2 separate regions of the Mus musculus genome follow, and region 1 is linked to region 2. The links are chromatin contacts, called in public Hi-C maps. All regions are on one chromosome and are shown on one strand. Each heading gives the region's core, a stretch centred on a gene start, on an enhancer-like site or on the middle of the called end of the contact. The rest is flanking DNA. Distances are from core to core; before and after follow the strand shown.

Region 1 (3,559 bases), core at 111-2,610, 540 kb before region 2:
GACAGGAGGATGTTTGGAGTTTTTGTAGATGTTAAATATGTTTAGAGTAGTCAGAGCCATCATTAGTTGTATTAGGGAGATAGGTGGTTGTCTTTTGTTTTAGAAGTTGAGCTTTTAGGGTTTGATGTGTTCTTTCTACTATTCCTTTACCCTGAGAGTTGTGGGGAATTCCCGTATGATGGGCAATTTCCCAATGTGTCCAGAAGGTTTTGAATTGAGAGCTAGTGAAGGCAGGGCTGTTATCAGTTTTCATGTGCTGAGGAATGCCTATGATGGCAAAGGTGGAGAGCACAATACTTTTTGAGTGTTCCACTGTAGCCCATATAAGATGTGAGTATGTAGCTATAGTAACAAAAACATGTTTTGGTCTACTGAATTGGGAAATATGGATGACATCAATTTGCCATAAGACATTGGATTTGAGGCTTCGGAGATTGGCGCCCATCACCTGTAAAGCTGGGGTGGTGATGAGGGATGCACAAGAGGAGCATGTCTTTATTGTCCTCTGGAGCTGAGCGAGGGGGTATGGGGGATGCAGGCATGAAGTTCCTTTACATTTGTGTGTATGTGAGTGAATGGAATTGGTCTGCTTGCTCAGTGGAGGCTACGAATGTTCCTGTTGAAGTGGTTTGATCAGCAAGAGCATTTCCCTCGGATAGCAGGCCTGGCAGGGGGCTGTGAGATCTGACATGCTGGATGTAGATGGGGGAGGCTCTTTCCTGTAAGAGGCAGCTTTATCAGAGTTATACAGGTTGAAGAGATAACAAGTTAGATATATGAAGACTCAACAAACCAGTGAGAGACCAAATTCTTTAAGTTCAGACTCCATTTTAGAGAACTTGAACTTGGGTAAACTAACAGGCTGGTACCTAGCATTAGTTTCCAACTTACCCACCCCTCCCCAACAAAATCCGAGCCTAGCGCCAGTTTCTAGGCTAACCCCAACAAGACCTGTGTCTCCAGGTTAATTTCCCTCAACAAATCCAGCATTTTCACAGTAATCACCAGCAAGCCCTGCTCTCTTCCTAACACTCACCAGTGCAGAAACAGAAATTAAGTTTATGGTTTGATTCCCAGCACGAACCAATTATGCTAAAGGCCATGGGTTGGTTTTTTTTGTTGTTGTTGTTGTTTTGTTTTGTTTTGTTTTTGGCTTCACTAACACTTCCTTGGCACTACAAGGAAGGAGCCAGGAGATTGGAAGAGATTGCTAGTGTTAGTTTGTGGCCAAGCAGAACAATTCAGGAGAGACAGACAACAGGTTGAATCAGTCATCTTAGAGAAGAGGTCTGAGCTAGCACAGCTGAGTTGAGCCATCCAGCTGGAACTCAGAAAGAAGTAGAAAGGAGGAACTTACTCAGCAGTAAGTCACAGAGACAGAAAACATTCTCAGCTTAGAATAGATTTCACAGAGGCTGGAAGCTTCCAGGACTAGGCCTAGGTTAGCAGATGGAGGGAGGGAGCCTCCAAGATGACAGCTACAGCAGAAGAATCATAGTTATTTTTACAAATGTCCTCTGAGCCTTGGGGCAAGGGATTCATATAGATGTCCCATCCAGGGCTCAGTGTGAGGAGTGGGTGTGGCAGCAGTCCCAAGATGGCGCCTGGGACTGCAGCTAAGTCTTATGACTTGCACCTGACTTCCTCATACACCTGAAAATAAGCCACGACCATCGTGAGAGCTGCGCAGGTGCACCATGATGCTGGCGGTGTAAACAAGTCCATATTTGGTGGAGACGTGCCCCTGCCGCCCTGATTGGCTGAAGCTGCATGCCTGGTGAGGTGATGTGGCCTGCCGTGAGTAGATGGGGGCTGAGTGCATTTAAGCAGGGCTCCCTGGGCACCCGGGCACCTTCGAGGCGTTCCTGCAATAAAGGCTATTGAGAAGAATCCGACTGTGTCGTGTCGTTCTTATGAAGGCAGCTTTGACAACATGACCAGGTAGCAGAGCAACACCAATGGGTTCTTCCCACCGTAGGAATCCCTACTGGTGTCATGGCTGGTGGCAAAATGACCCATCAAAGGATGAGAATGAAAACTCAGTTCAGCCCAACTTAGCTGAGTTGGATCAGATTCCAGGAGTCTGATGCCCCTGTCAGCATATTTGAACACGGTATGATTTGGAAAAAAAGTTCCCTGGTATAATGCAGCCCCCGGGTGCACAAGGAGGCATAATTACTTCAAAACCCAACTCAAAGTACATGTCATTTCTTCCAAGAAGATGCGTCCTAGAGATATGTATTTAGCTTAAGGGCCTAGGGAAGGATCTGGCATGGTCTCGGTCATACAGATATCATTTGGGCTATTAGCCACCTCAATCCTGGTTGAGCTCCTGGTTATATAGATAATGTAAGAATCATTTAGACTATTAACTATCTCCAGCCTTGGTTGTGGAGGCTTGATATGGCCTGACCCGACAGACCACCAAGCTGTTAATCACCTTTAATTCCTAGCCCTCTACATGGAAAAATAGGTCGTGCTTCCTTTCCTTTGGAAAGAGAATCCTGCATGCTTAATATTTCTGGTTTCCTTGGTAATTTGTGGGCACAAAACCTTCATGCTCCCAACATCCCTGCATTTGCTTCTTGGATGACCAATCCACAGATGGTTCTGCGTACTTCCTGTAGATGCACAGTAAGTATGATCTCTGGTTGACTAGTAGTGTTTAGGGAACAACGCTGGAAGCACCAGCAGCTTAGATTCTGAAATCCTACCAACTCCTCTGGGTATAGATTCTAATCCACACGTGGGTTTCAAGGACAATACGATGAAGATGTTCCCCACAGAACTGTTTGCACTGTGACAATGAGAGGGCAAGACATCACACAAACCCTGGGTCCAGCAGTCTCCCCCGATGGAGAGCATGCACGCAGTAGAGTATGCATCAGCATTGGAAAACAGTAGCCTGGGCATCTGCACCCAGCAATGAGCAAAAGAAATAAATATATGGGGGAAAGTATACTGTATTATTTTATAGATGTTAGTAATATAGACACAGAGTCTAGAAAGATAGTTCACTGTTCTTGCAAGGGACTGGTGTTCAGTTCCCAGCATCTCACAACTGCCTGTGACTCCAGCTCCAGGGGATCTGATGATCTCCTCTGGTCTCTAAAGGCATAGCACTCATGTACGCACATGCGCGCGCGCACACACAGAGTCAAAAAGAAATACAGTCACAAGGGGGAAATGCCTCTTTTTTTTGTAAGGCATCAGTCACATTCAGGATTACATACCAAATGCATTTGAGTAGTGACCTTGGTTTGAAGAAATCAAGTGGAAATAAAAAATGAGAATGTAAAAGGAGTGAGTATAGGCTTAGACTTTTCTAAACCTACATTATTTGGGGTTCTAGAATGCTCTAAATTCCCTTCTAGTCCACTGACCAGAGAGTTAGTGGGAAAAGAAGGCTTATGGGAAAAGGAGGTTGTGGACCTTCTTAGATGTAGTTCTTTGGGGTGATTCACTCTTCGTTGTTAGGACACCAATAGTTCGGTACTAATAATAGCCAATTATATACTCAAATTGATCCTGGCAGTGGTGGCAGCAGTGGCAGCAGTAG
Region 2 (3,757 bases), core at 647-3,146:
ACTCGTTAATGTCATTAAGGGTGCCTGTTGCTTTTTCAGAGAAAACCTGAGTTTGGTTTCCAGCACTCAGCGCAGATAGGACACAACTGCCTGTAATTCCAACTCCAGGGTCTCTGATGCCCTCTCCTGGCCGAATTGGGTAACTGCACTCATAAGCACACATACCCATATATATAAACACACATTACTTAAAAAAAATAATAAAATACTGGCCGTGAGGTTGGTTCAATGAATACTCAATCACAAGGGCGGACCTATGTTCAATCCTACGGCCCGTGTAAAACTGTGGGATGTGATGGTCCAAGTTTATAATCCTAGGGCTAGAGAGACACAGAGGTTCACTGGCCAGCCAGTCTCCCTAAGAGGTGAGCTCCAGACAAAAGAAAGGTCCTGTCTGAAAGAAGGTGGACAGTGTTGCTGAGTGTGACACCCAAGGTTGTTCTCTGGTCTCTGCACACATAAACACACCTACGGGGACACACATACATACACACACACACACACACACACACACACACACACGGACACACACACGGACACGGACACGGACACGGACACGGACACGGACACAAACATAAAACCTGTGAAACTACTTAAACATGAGATGTGAAGCAGCGTGGCGACAGCTGATATGGTGTAGTCCCACTGGGGACTTTGCAGGCAGGCTTGGTGTCGGAGCTGTTGCCCTAGACTCCAGGGCCTAGAGAAAGGGCGTGGGAACCAGTAGGGCTTTGCTTTCATCCTGGGGCCCAAGCCCCACCCCAGAGACCGGGAGGCGGGGCTACTCTGTAAGAGCTCCCAGGTGATTCGAACCGCCAGCCAGGCCTGTCATGAGAGGGAAGGGTCCAATGGCCTCCTAGAAAGCTATGTCTTCATTGAAGGTCATGGCCGGGCAGTGGTGGCGCACGCCTTTAATTTGGGAGGCAGAGGCAGGCAGATTTCTGAGTTCGAGGCCAGCCTGGTCTACAGAGTGAGTTCCAGGGCTACAGAGAAACTCTGTCTCGAAAAACCAAAACAAAAAAACAAACCAAAAAAAATTTCTTTTTGGTGAAAGCAAGGAAGCCGGGAAGGCAGAAAGCACTTGAAGGAAGGATAGCTGAAACAAGAGCGTCGGGATCACTGCTTTCTACACACATCCTTCTCTGGGACTCCCACTGTATTGTAACTCTCAACAAGGTGGAATGCCCCCACCCCACCCCCAGCAAAACTGGCACGGCACTGGCCAGACTCCGTTCTCCTCTTCCTTATTCTCCCAGTTAAGACCAGGACCACGGTGAGGGTCAAGCTCTGGGAACTGTGTGAGGCTCTAGGTTTGATACCCCAGCATCAGAAGGGAGAAAATATGTGTATCTGTAATATATGTTAACAATACGTGTGTGTGTGTGTGTGTGTGTGTGTGTGATGAAACAATGATCCTGCCTGATCTTCTGCCTCTCTGGGCTGTCCTCCCATCTCCCCCGCTGCCAACCCACTCTACAGCAAAGCACTTCCTGTGGGTGAGATAAGTCTCGGTCCTTCCCTATCGCTGGGACGTTATCTCTGCCCTCAGCAAGAGGATCGGCGTCTCTGGTGCAGAGTGGAAGAGGAGGGCGGGCAGAGAGGGGAGGGAAGAGCCGTGCCTAGGACAGGGGATGCAGACCAATGTCCCACGGGGAAATTCAAGGGGTAGAGACACTCCCTGCCTGCCAAATCCCATGCAGTACCTAGTCAACTGAGGAGAACAAGCCCGGAATGGGAGATGGGGTTGTAGAGTGTAGCAGGGACTGTGGCCAGAGTCTGCAAAAAACCTTAGACATACAGGTATTTATTTTATAAGCATGGGTGAGTGTTTTGCCTGCGTGTGTCTGTGCACCACATGCATGCAGAGGCCAGGAGAGGGCGCTCAATTCCCTAGACCCAGAGTTAGAGATGGTTGTGAGTCACTGTATGTGCGCTGGGAATTGGGTGTGCTGGAGAGCAGGGTGCTCGCAAGACGTCCTGGAAGGTGGGGTTTTTTTTTTGGGGGGGGGAGTTGTTGGTTTTGTAGTTTTAATTATTTTTTTCTGTCATACAATACATCCCAACTGCAGTTTGCCCTCATGCCAGACCCTCTCCACCCCCACCCTCACCCCTACCCACCTCCTCTCCCCTGTACATTTCCCCCTCCCCCATTTCCCGTCAGAAAAAAATAGACGTCCCAGGGTGGGAGAGATGGCTCAGTGGTTACCAGCACTGGTTGCTCTTCCACACCCACACAGCAGCTCACAACTGTCTGTAACTACACTTCCACAGGCTCCAACACCCTCACACAGACACACATGCCATACATGCAGACAAAACAAATGCACATACAATAAAAATACTTTTTTTAAAAATTAAAAAAAAAAAACAGACCTCCCAGGGGTATCAACCCAACACAGCATAACAAGTTATAAAAAAAGACACGGCACAAACCCTCATATCAAGGCTGGACAAAGCAACCCAGTAGGGGAAAAAAAGTCCCAAAGAAGGCAAAAGAGCCAGAGACACTCCCACCCCCACCCCACTGTTAGGGGTCCTACAAGAACACCAAGCTACCCAATGCAGAGGCTGTGGCTCAGCCCCAGTCAGGCTCTGTGTTGTCAGTCAGGCTCTAGGAGCTTCCATCCTGTGAGCCATGTTCTCCTGACTCATCTCCTTGAGCCTTCTGGAACCTACAAGCCTTCCTCACCTAGAAGATGTTATATTTTAGGGTGTTAGATACATAGGGTGGCCTGTTGGAACCCTTAGTGCTATTTAAAGATATATTTATTTTATGCATATGAGTACACGCTGTAGCTGTCTTCAGACACACCAGAAGAGAACACCAGATCCCATTACAGATGGTTGTGAGCCACCATGTGGTTTCTGGGAATTGAACTCAGGACCTCTGGAAGAGCAGTCAGTGCTTTTAACCACTGAGCCATCTCTCCAACCCACCCTCAGCTTTTTAAAAAACTGTATGTACATGTGTGTGTAACTTTGGCAGGAGGTAGGGCAGAGTACGCATACCCGTGGAAGCTGAAGGAGGGTGTCGGGCCCCTGGAGCTGGAAATACAGGTGCTTGTGAGCTGCTCAACATGGGTGCCAGAGTCCAGACCTCTGGAAAAGTAGCAAGTGCTCTAACCACTGAACACTCTCTCCCAACCCACTCACTGATTTCCTTTTTAAAGACAGGGTCCCATGCTTCTCACACGGACCTCAAACTCACTCTCATAGCAGAGAATGACCTTGAACTTCGGATCCTCCTGCCTCTACTTCTCCAGGGCTGAGATTACAGGTGTGTGCCACCATGCCCAGCATATTTGGAACTGGGGATTAAACCCACGGCCTCCCACATGCCAGGTAAGTACTCTATTGTATCCCGGCCTTCCACAGCTCTCTTCCTCTTGAAGCACTGCAGGCTTCTGTTTCTCGTTTAGATGTACAAAATGACAAGATGAAAGAGCTTCGTGAGTTGAGTGAGTGTTTGTTATTTTAGTTCTCTGTGTATTCTGGGCACCGCCGCATTTGGCCCTTGCTCTAGGTTTCTCTAGGTAGGGCTAACAGAGTGTGCACTTCTTAGTCATGGAAACAGAGGCAGTGCTTGCTAAACAGCTTGCCTAGGATCCCATAGTGGGACATAGCAGTGTTAGGACTCCGAGACAGGCAGCCTGGCCCCCAGAGCCCAAAGTCCCAATGTTCACCCAGACCAAGTTACACTCAGTACAGTGCTAAATACATGGTGGCTGGGGTTAAATCCTGACGAAATGGGACACAT

What was found. Hi-C and Micro-C count contacts between places; a contact is called where the count stands out from the background.
Region 1: a contact with region 2 is called in a Hi-C map of the G1E-ER4 cell line, with 4 times the contacts expected there. The contact joins two enhancer-like sites. A contact is called at or near these places in 1 of 39 promoter capture datasets (hippocampal neurons), 3 of 484 Hi-C or Micro-C datasets (all in the G1E-ER4 cell line) and 1 of 115 datasets of contacts at active chromatin or transcription factors (pancreatic cancer cells).

Annotation. Positions count from the first base shown.
Region 1 is chr17:48,276,377-48,279,935 of GRCm38.p6, reverse strand. No RefSeq gene overlaps it. Among named protein-coding and RNA genes, the nearest start is that of Gm52308, 5.7 kb to the right of the region's middle. Within about 2 kb of position 1,360, at least 11 of the 459 cell types and tissues checked have an H3K27ac peak or open chromatin away from gene starts, as enhancers often do. A contact at or near this core is called in the G1E-ER4 cell line, where this site is marked.
Region 2 is chr17:47,741,285-47,745,041 of GRCm38.p6, reverse strand. It overlaps a transcript of Tfeb not described here. Among named protein-coding and RNA genes, the nearest start is that of Pgc, 16 kb to the right of the region's middle. Within about 2 kb of position 1,896, at least 15 of the 459 cell types and tissues checked have an H3K27ac peak or open chromatin away from gene starts, as enhancers often do. A contact at or near this core is called in the G1E-ER4 cell line, where this site is marked.